2 separate regions of the Hordeum vulgare genome follow, and region 2 is linked to region 1. A link is a contact called in public Hi-C data. All regions are on one chromosome and are shown on one strand. Each heading gives the region's core, a stretch centred on a gene start, on an enhancer-like site or on the middle of the called end of the contact. The rest is flanking DNA. Distances are from core to core; before and after follow the strand shown.

Evidence for each region. Hi-C and Micro-C count contacts between places; a contact is called where the count stands out from the background.
Region 2: a contact with region 1 is called in a Hi-C map of leaf, with 2.7 times the contacts expected there. The contact joins two enhancer-like sites. A contact is called at or near these places in 2 of 6 Hi-C or Micro-C datasets (leaf and seedling).

Annotation. Positions count from the first base shown.
Region 1 is chr6H:106,944,558-106,947,572 of MorexV3_pseudomolecules_assembly, reverse strand. No RefSeq gene overlaps it. Among protein-coding and RNA genes, the nearest start is that of LOC123402161, 45 kb to the left of the region's middle. Within about 2 kb of position 1,397, at least 3 of the 3 cell types and tissues checked have open chromatin away from gene starts, as enhancers often do. A contact at or near this core is called in leaf and seedling, where this site is marked.
Region 2 is chr6H:107,327,377-107,330,400 of MorexV3_pseudomolecules_assembly, reverse strand. No RefSeq gene overlaps it. Among protein-coding and RNA genes, the nearest start is that of LOC123401101, 54 kb to the right of the region's middle. Within about 2 kb of position 1,575, at least 3 of the 3 cell types and tissues checked have open chromatin away from gene starts, as enhancers often do. A contact at or near this core is called in leaf and seedling, where this site is marked.

The DNA.
Region 1 (3,015 bases), core at 148-2,647:
TAAATACATTTTTTGAGGGCGGCGCGAAGCGCGGCTTTTGGAGATGCTCTTAGCCGGTGATGGAATACGTCTCAAAGACTCACACAAGTGCTGCCAACAACAGCTGAAACGTCGGTGGTTGTGAGTTTGTCTCACTCCCAATAGCTACTCTAGTTGATTAAGCTCACTGAGACCTGATTACTGACAAGTCGTACCATGCCATTTATCGATTAAATTCATCTCTACCCCGTAGCCATTGCCCATGGACACCAATCAATGAATTCAGATCGGCTGCTACATCTAAGTAGATGGAGGATGTGTTCCTCTTCCGACATGGTGGCACATGCATGTAATGCACTCCTCAACCACTGGAAGCGTCTCATGCATGTACTATACTTACTCCGTTCCTAAATATAAGTTTTTTTAAAAAAATATTAAAAAAATATATAAATGTATGTAGACATATTTTTAAAATATAGATTCACTTATTTCCGTAAATAGTTCTTTAATGAATTTTTTTAAAAGATTTATATTTAAAAACGGAGGGAGCACTATTTTCCTGTACAAAATATACTGTTAGCTGCCAGCCGACGCCGCCATGTTTCACATGCACCCGTAACACGTATGGTACGTACGTGCTTTCCTGCATGGATGTCTAGCTGGAGCATATCGACACCACACCATCACCGGCAGGGAGGCCGCAGTTACTGCGTGCCGCGTGTGCAGCACCAATACTTGTCGACCCAGAAGTACGCCACGAGCAGCTGTACAATGGATGCATGCTGCCGTGTTCGTTCGACCGAGGCGATAAAACCGAAGACAAAACGAAGCAGACAATCACAGCACAGTGATCTATCTAGACAGGGAGTCCGGAATCACGAGACGTGTGCCGTGCACATCACCACTTCCCCGCCCACCATCTTGCTGTTCCGATGCATGGGCAAGCCAAGCACGTTCCGTCTCCTCAGGTTACTCCATTTCCTCTCGCCTTTCATCGGCCTCCGGTATGTATCCGAACAAGAACAGGTAACGAGATGTCGAGATCCTCCTGCTCTTTGACTCCAGCTGCGCGCCATCTTTGCTTTGCCGAAAGAAGATCCACTAAACAAGCTTATCTTGTTCGTCTAATGCCACCCCAAAGCTGCTTCCAGCACTCATTTCAAGCGGTAGCAAAAGGGCACATCACCTTTATTCTTTCTTTGGCGCGCCCCTTCCGTACCACGGCATGTACAAGCAGATACATATTCGCGGTTCCTCCGGCCGAGAGCGACGCGCGACTCTCGAGGCATCGCCGGCGTGCTCTTTCGCCATCGCCGAAGAGTCAAGGACGGACGAATGGATGGGTTGGACTGCTCGGCCTTTTGAGAGAAAAGGAGAGCGGAACGGTGAAGCTACTAGCAAGCGCAGTGCAGATCTGCAGATCAACCACGTACTACTACAATACGATCTTTGAATAGATACGACGGGTCGCTTCCGTTGATATGATCCCAAGAGTGAAAGCCTCATTCCACGCGTATTCGGTGTTCTTTTCTGACTAGCAGCACGCAGGTCGTCCATCGTGGTCATTATCAGACCGGCTGGAATTCGTGAGCTCTACTAGTTTCGTTTGTTTATTACTCGTTGGCGTACGTGTGGCTCAGGCTCGTCGTCAAGTGATGGACGGTATAACTGTCGCTTGCATCAACGAAGAGTTACCTGGCTTGCCGTGGCGAAATGTTCAAACAAATCGGTCGGTCGGTCGTGCACGGACCGATCGCGTGCGGCAGGACGCATCTACGCTGCCCGAGGTACGCCGTTGGTAATGCATCGACCTCTGTGAACAAACCCTCTCGACCTGCCACCCGTTGGCTCTAGACAGACGGACCGTTAATCCGTGGTTTCATGGCGGCAGCATGCGTCCGGGAGTCCGCGAGGGCACGGGACGAGCGCCATTGTTCCTCACCACGAATTTATATACTGTACTGTGTTTTTCTAAAGCAGACATGGGTGAGGAGGATGATCGTGCCGACATATATTTTCCGACGGCTTTTCATGCTGCCGTCAGCCCACATTCGCTCTCGGCCCAACTTTCTCACGCAACTTTGTCGAGGATGAGCGTTGTGTCCTTTGACGCAAGGGAGGTCCTATACGGCGCTGAAGGCAAACCGGCGCCTGCAACACTCCTTTTCGTAGGCCGGCCCATGTAGAATATGTTGGTCTTTAAAAATCGAAAAAGTGTTTTTTTAAATCAGATTGACGAAAAACGTTGAATGATTAAAACAAAGTCCACTATTTTTCAAGCATGTTTATGCATTTTCAAAACTTCACAGAATTCGGAAAAACCATTAATTTTAAACAGTTCATCAATTTTTAAAAAGAGTTCATTGATTTTGATAAAAGCACACGAATTTTAAATTATGTTCATCGATTTAAAATAAAGTTCACCGATTTTTAAAAAAGTTCATCAATTTAGTCAAAGGTTCACGGGATAAAACACAAATCGGATCTCTAAATGGACGAGCCGATGGCGGAGCGCTGCAGGCGCCGGTTTGCAAAATTTGTTTTTAACGGGCGCCTATGGCACTAAATAGGGTTCCCATTTGACGCATGCCTCCCATATATTACTCCTGGTCGAGAGTCAGCTAAACAGAACAAGGTCATCTTCTTGATTCATGCTTCTTTTCCATACCATGGCGGCTCTCGCCGGTCACCGACTTTCGAAGTTTCTATAACAAGAAGAACCCAAGTGTGTATCTCTGTCCCGATGGTGATGTTTCGCGTGCTTGTGTGCGTCGAGCATCTTTTCTTGGTTGATCGTGACTTTTTTAAATTCTTACTTCCATGTTTTAAATTAATTCTAGCTTCCCTTGACATCCATACTTACTTACTTTAGTCATCTATAAATAAAAAATCTTATATTTATTTATAAAGGGGTATTACTTAGTACGCGCACAACTAAAAAAATTTACTTGCTGCATCTAAAAACGACCTCTTTTAGTAAAGAAATAAAATCTATGCATGAGTCCTACCATCGGTGTGCGTGAATCAAGTTATCAT
Region 2 (3,024 bases), core at 326-2,825, 380 kb before region 1:
CATTTTTTAATATAAATTCCATGCACATTTAATATTTGTCAAAAGATTTATCAATATTTTTCAAATTCAAGAATAACGTTTTTGAATGCACGGTCAAATTTGTTTCTATACAATGGTAAAAATTCATTATATTTCTAATGTATGAGCAACATTTTTTATATACATATATAAATTTCCCAAGTGCTAGATTATCGTTTTTTAAATATTGTTCAATATTATTTTAAATTCTTGATTAACATTTTCTTGAATACATGGTCAACCTTTTTCATATACACACTTTGAAAAAAAACAAATGCTTGATTAACATTTTCATATACAAGATTAAAAAAATTTCATAGAAATTCCATGCATATTTAACATTTTTTAAATGCTTCATCAAAATTTCAGAAATGCAAGATTAACATTTTTTAATGCATGGCCAAGATTTCTTTATACATATTTTTTCTATAGAGTGGTAAAGTAATTCATTATTTTTCAAAAGTATGGTCACATTTTTCATATATACATTTTAAATTTTGCAAGTGCTAGATTATTAATTTTGAAATTTTGTTTAATATATTTTCAAATGCTTGATTAATTTGATAGGAAAGTCATTATTTTTTAATGCATGGTCATAATTTTTCATTTTTCTAATTGTTTGGTTAACATTTTTGAAATACTTGTTCAACAGTTTTTCAAATTCTTGATTATATATATATATATATATATATATAACCAAAAAATTTCATAACAATTTAATACACGGTCAACAATGTTTTACACATTTTTTAAAATGCATAATTAACATTTTTCAAAATATTATATAAACTATATTCTCCCTTTCCTAAATATAAGTCTTTTTACATGTTCCAACCATTGTGCATGGCCAATTTTTTATACACTTTTAAATTTCCCCAAATGCTTGATTATCATTTTTGAAATCTTATTTAATATTGTTTCAAATGTCCGGTTAACATTTTTATATACAATGATATAAAGAATCATTATTTTTCTAATGCATGCAACCTTTTTTTTCTATACAGATTTTAAATTTCCCAAGTGCTTGCTTATCAATTTTGAAATCTTGTTCAATATTTTTCAGATACTTGATTAACATTTGCTATATACAATGATTAAAAAATAATTATTTCCTAATGCATGGTCATAATTTTTTATATACATATTTAACATTTTGCAAATGCTTGGTTCACAATTTTTAAATGCTTCTTCAACATTTTTCAAATTCTTGTTTTTAATATATATACATGATCAAAATAATTCATCACTTTTTAATGCAGAGTCAACTTTTTTATATACATATTTAATATTTTATAAATGCATAATTAACATTTTTTTAACATTATATAAAGTATAGTTTCTGAAATGTTGGTTTGGTATATTTGAAAGTGTAAATAAAAGTAAAAGAATGTGTAAAATATGAAATAAAAACGTGAAAAGGGAGGAAATGAGGCAGTGTTCTCCCTATATTCGGCCGGCCCATATGCAAGAAGTCGAACGAACTATACTAAACCAAACTGGGGCAAACAGGCAATATAAATGGGGACCTCCTATATGGCGCTGCAGCCGCCCGTTTGCCCTCCGGGCGCCTGCAGCGCCCCACCTTGGGCCAGCCCATCAAACAGCTCGGTACTCCTGCAGGTCCAGAATAATTTCATTGATTTTTGGAAAATAAAGTACACCGATTTTTGCAAACTAAGTTCTTTAAATTGAAAAAATGTTGACAGATTTTAACTATAATAGTAATCAAATTTCTAGAATGTTTATCACATTTTATAAAGGTACATTAATTTTTATAAAAATTTCAGTGATTTTGAAAAATGTTCATCAAATTTGAAAAAAAAGTTAATCCGTGTTCAAAAAAGTTCAACATATTTGAAAAAGGTTTGTCAAAATTTTAAAAAGTTTATCAAATTTGGAAACATTTCGTCAAAGGTTAAAAAAAGTTCACCAAATTAAAAAACAATTCATTAATTTTGAAAAACAAATATTGATTTTGGAAAAAGTTCATCCAACGTGATAAAAGTTCACAAAATTTTAAAAAATATCTACAGGTTTATGGATTTCAAAAGAAATAATCAAATTTGATAAAAGTTCATCATTTTTGAAAAAAGTTCATCGTATTTGAAAAAAAGTTCACAGATGTTGAAAAAATGTTCATCGATTATTTTCTGAAAAAATCACTAAATTTGAAAAAAGTTCATCAAAGTTGAAACAACTCATAAACTTTGGAAAAAGTTCATCATAATATATCAAAAAAAGTAAGAATGAGAAAAATAAAATCAAAAAAAAAAGAAAAAAAGAAAAGATAAACTGAGCAGAATTATTGGAAAAGAGAATAAGTAATAAAATGTAAATAAGCTAATCAACCACATCTTAGTACGTGGCCGGATGTCCCTGGTTCGAATCCCATCTACTCTATAATTTTTGGAGTATTAAAAGACACAGTGTAATGGGCCGGGCCATCACAGGTGCTGCAGGCGCCAGTTTACAAAAATGCACACAAACGGACGCATGCAGCGCTAAATAAGAAACACCATCTAAATGTGTACCATGGTGTGGGCTTAGAACTGAAAGCGCCATGCGGGACGAAAAATTCAGCACATGTATTAGTCCCACCTCGTTTGCTTAGTGGAGTTGAACTCGAGCTGATGGCTACTTATAGGACATCAGTTGCGCATTAGATGTCACGAAGCTAGTTGAATGGGGAACACAGAAAGAACTATTCTTCCCCTTTTACTAAAGAAGTAGTTAAATACCCGTACAATAAACTTATCTACCGGGACATTGATTAAACCATCATTGTAACTCCAAGAATAAGATCTCAAAAACATCGCCTTACACATGATTGCCCTATACATGCAATCACCTCATGTAATTCAAGCTTCTTTAACTGTTCACATGTAATTTCACTTGTGCATGGAAAATATTCATAGAATACTCCAAAACAATAAGATCTCACTTTGACTTCAAATGTGTTTCGAGTAAAACTATTGACATCGTATGCAAGTAAAAAATAAATCTAAT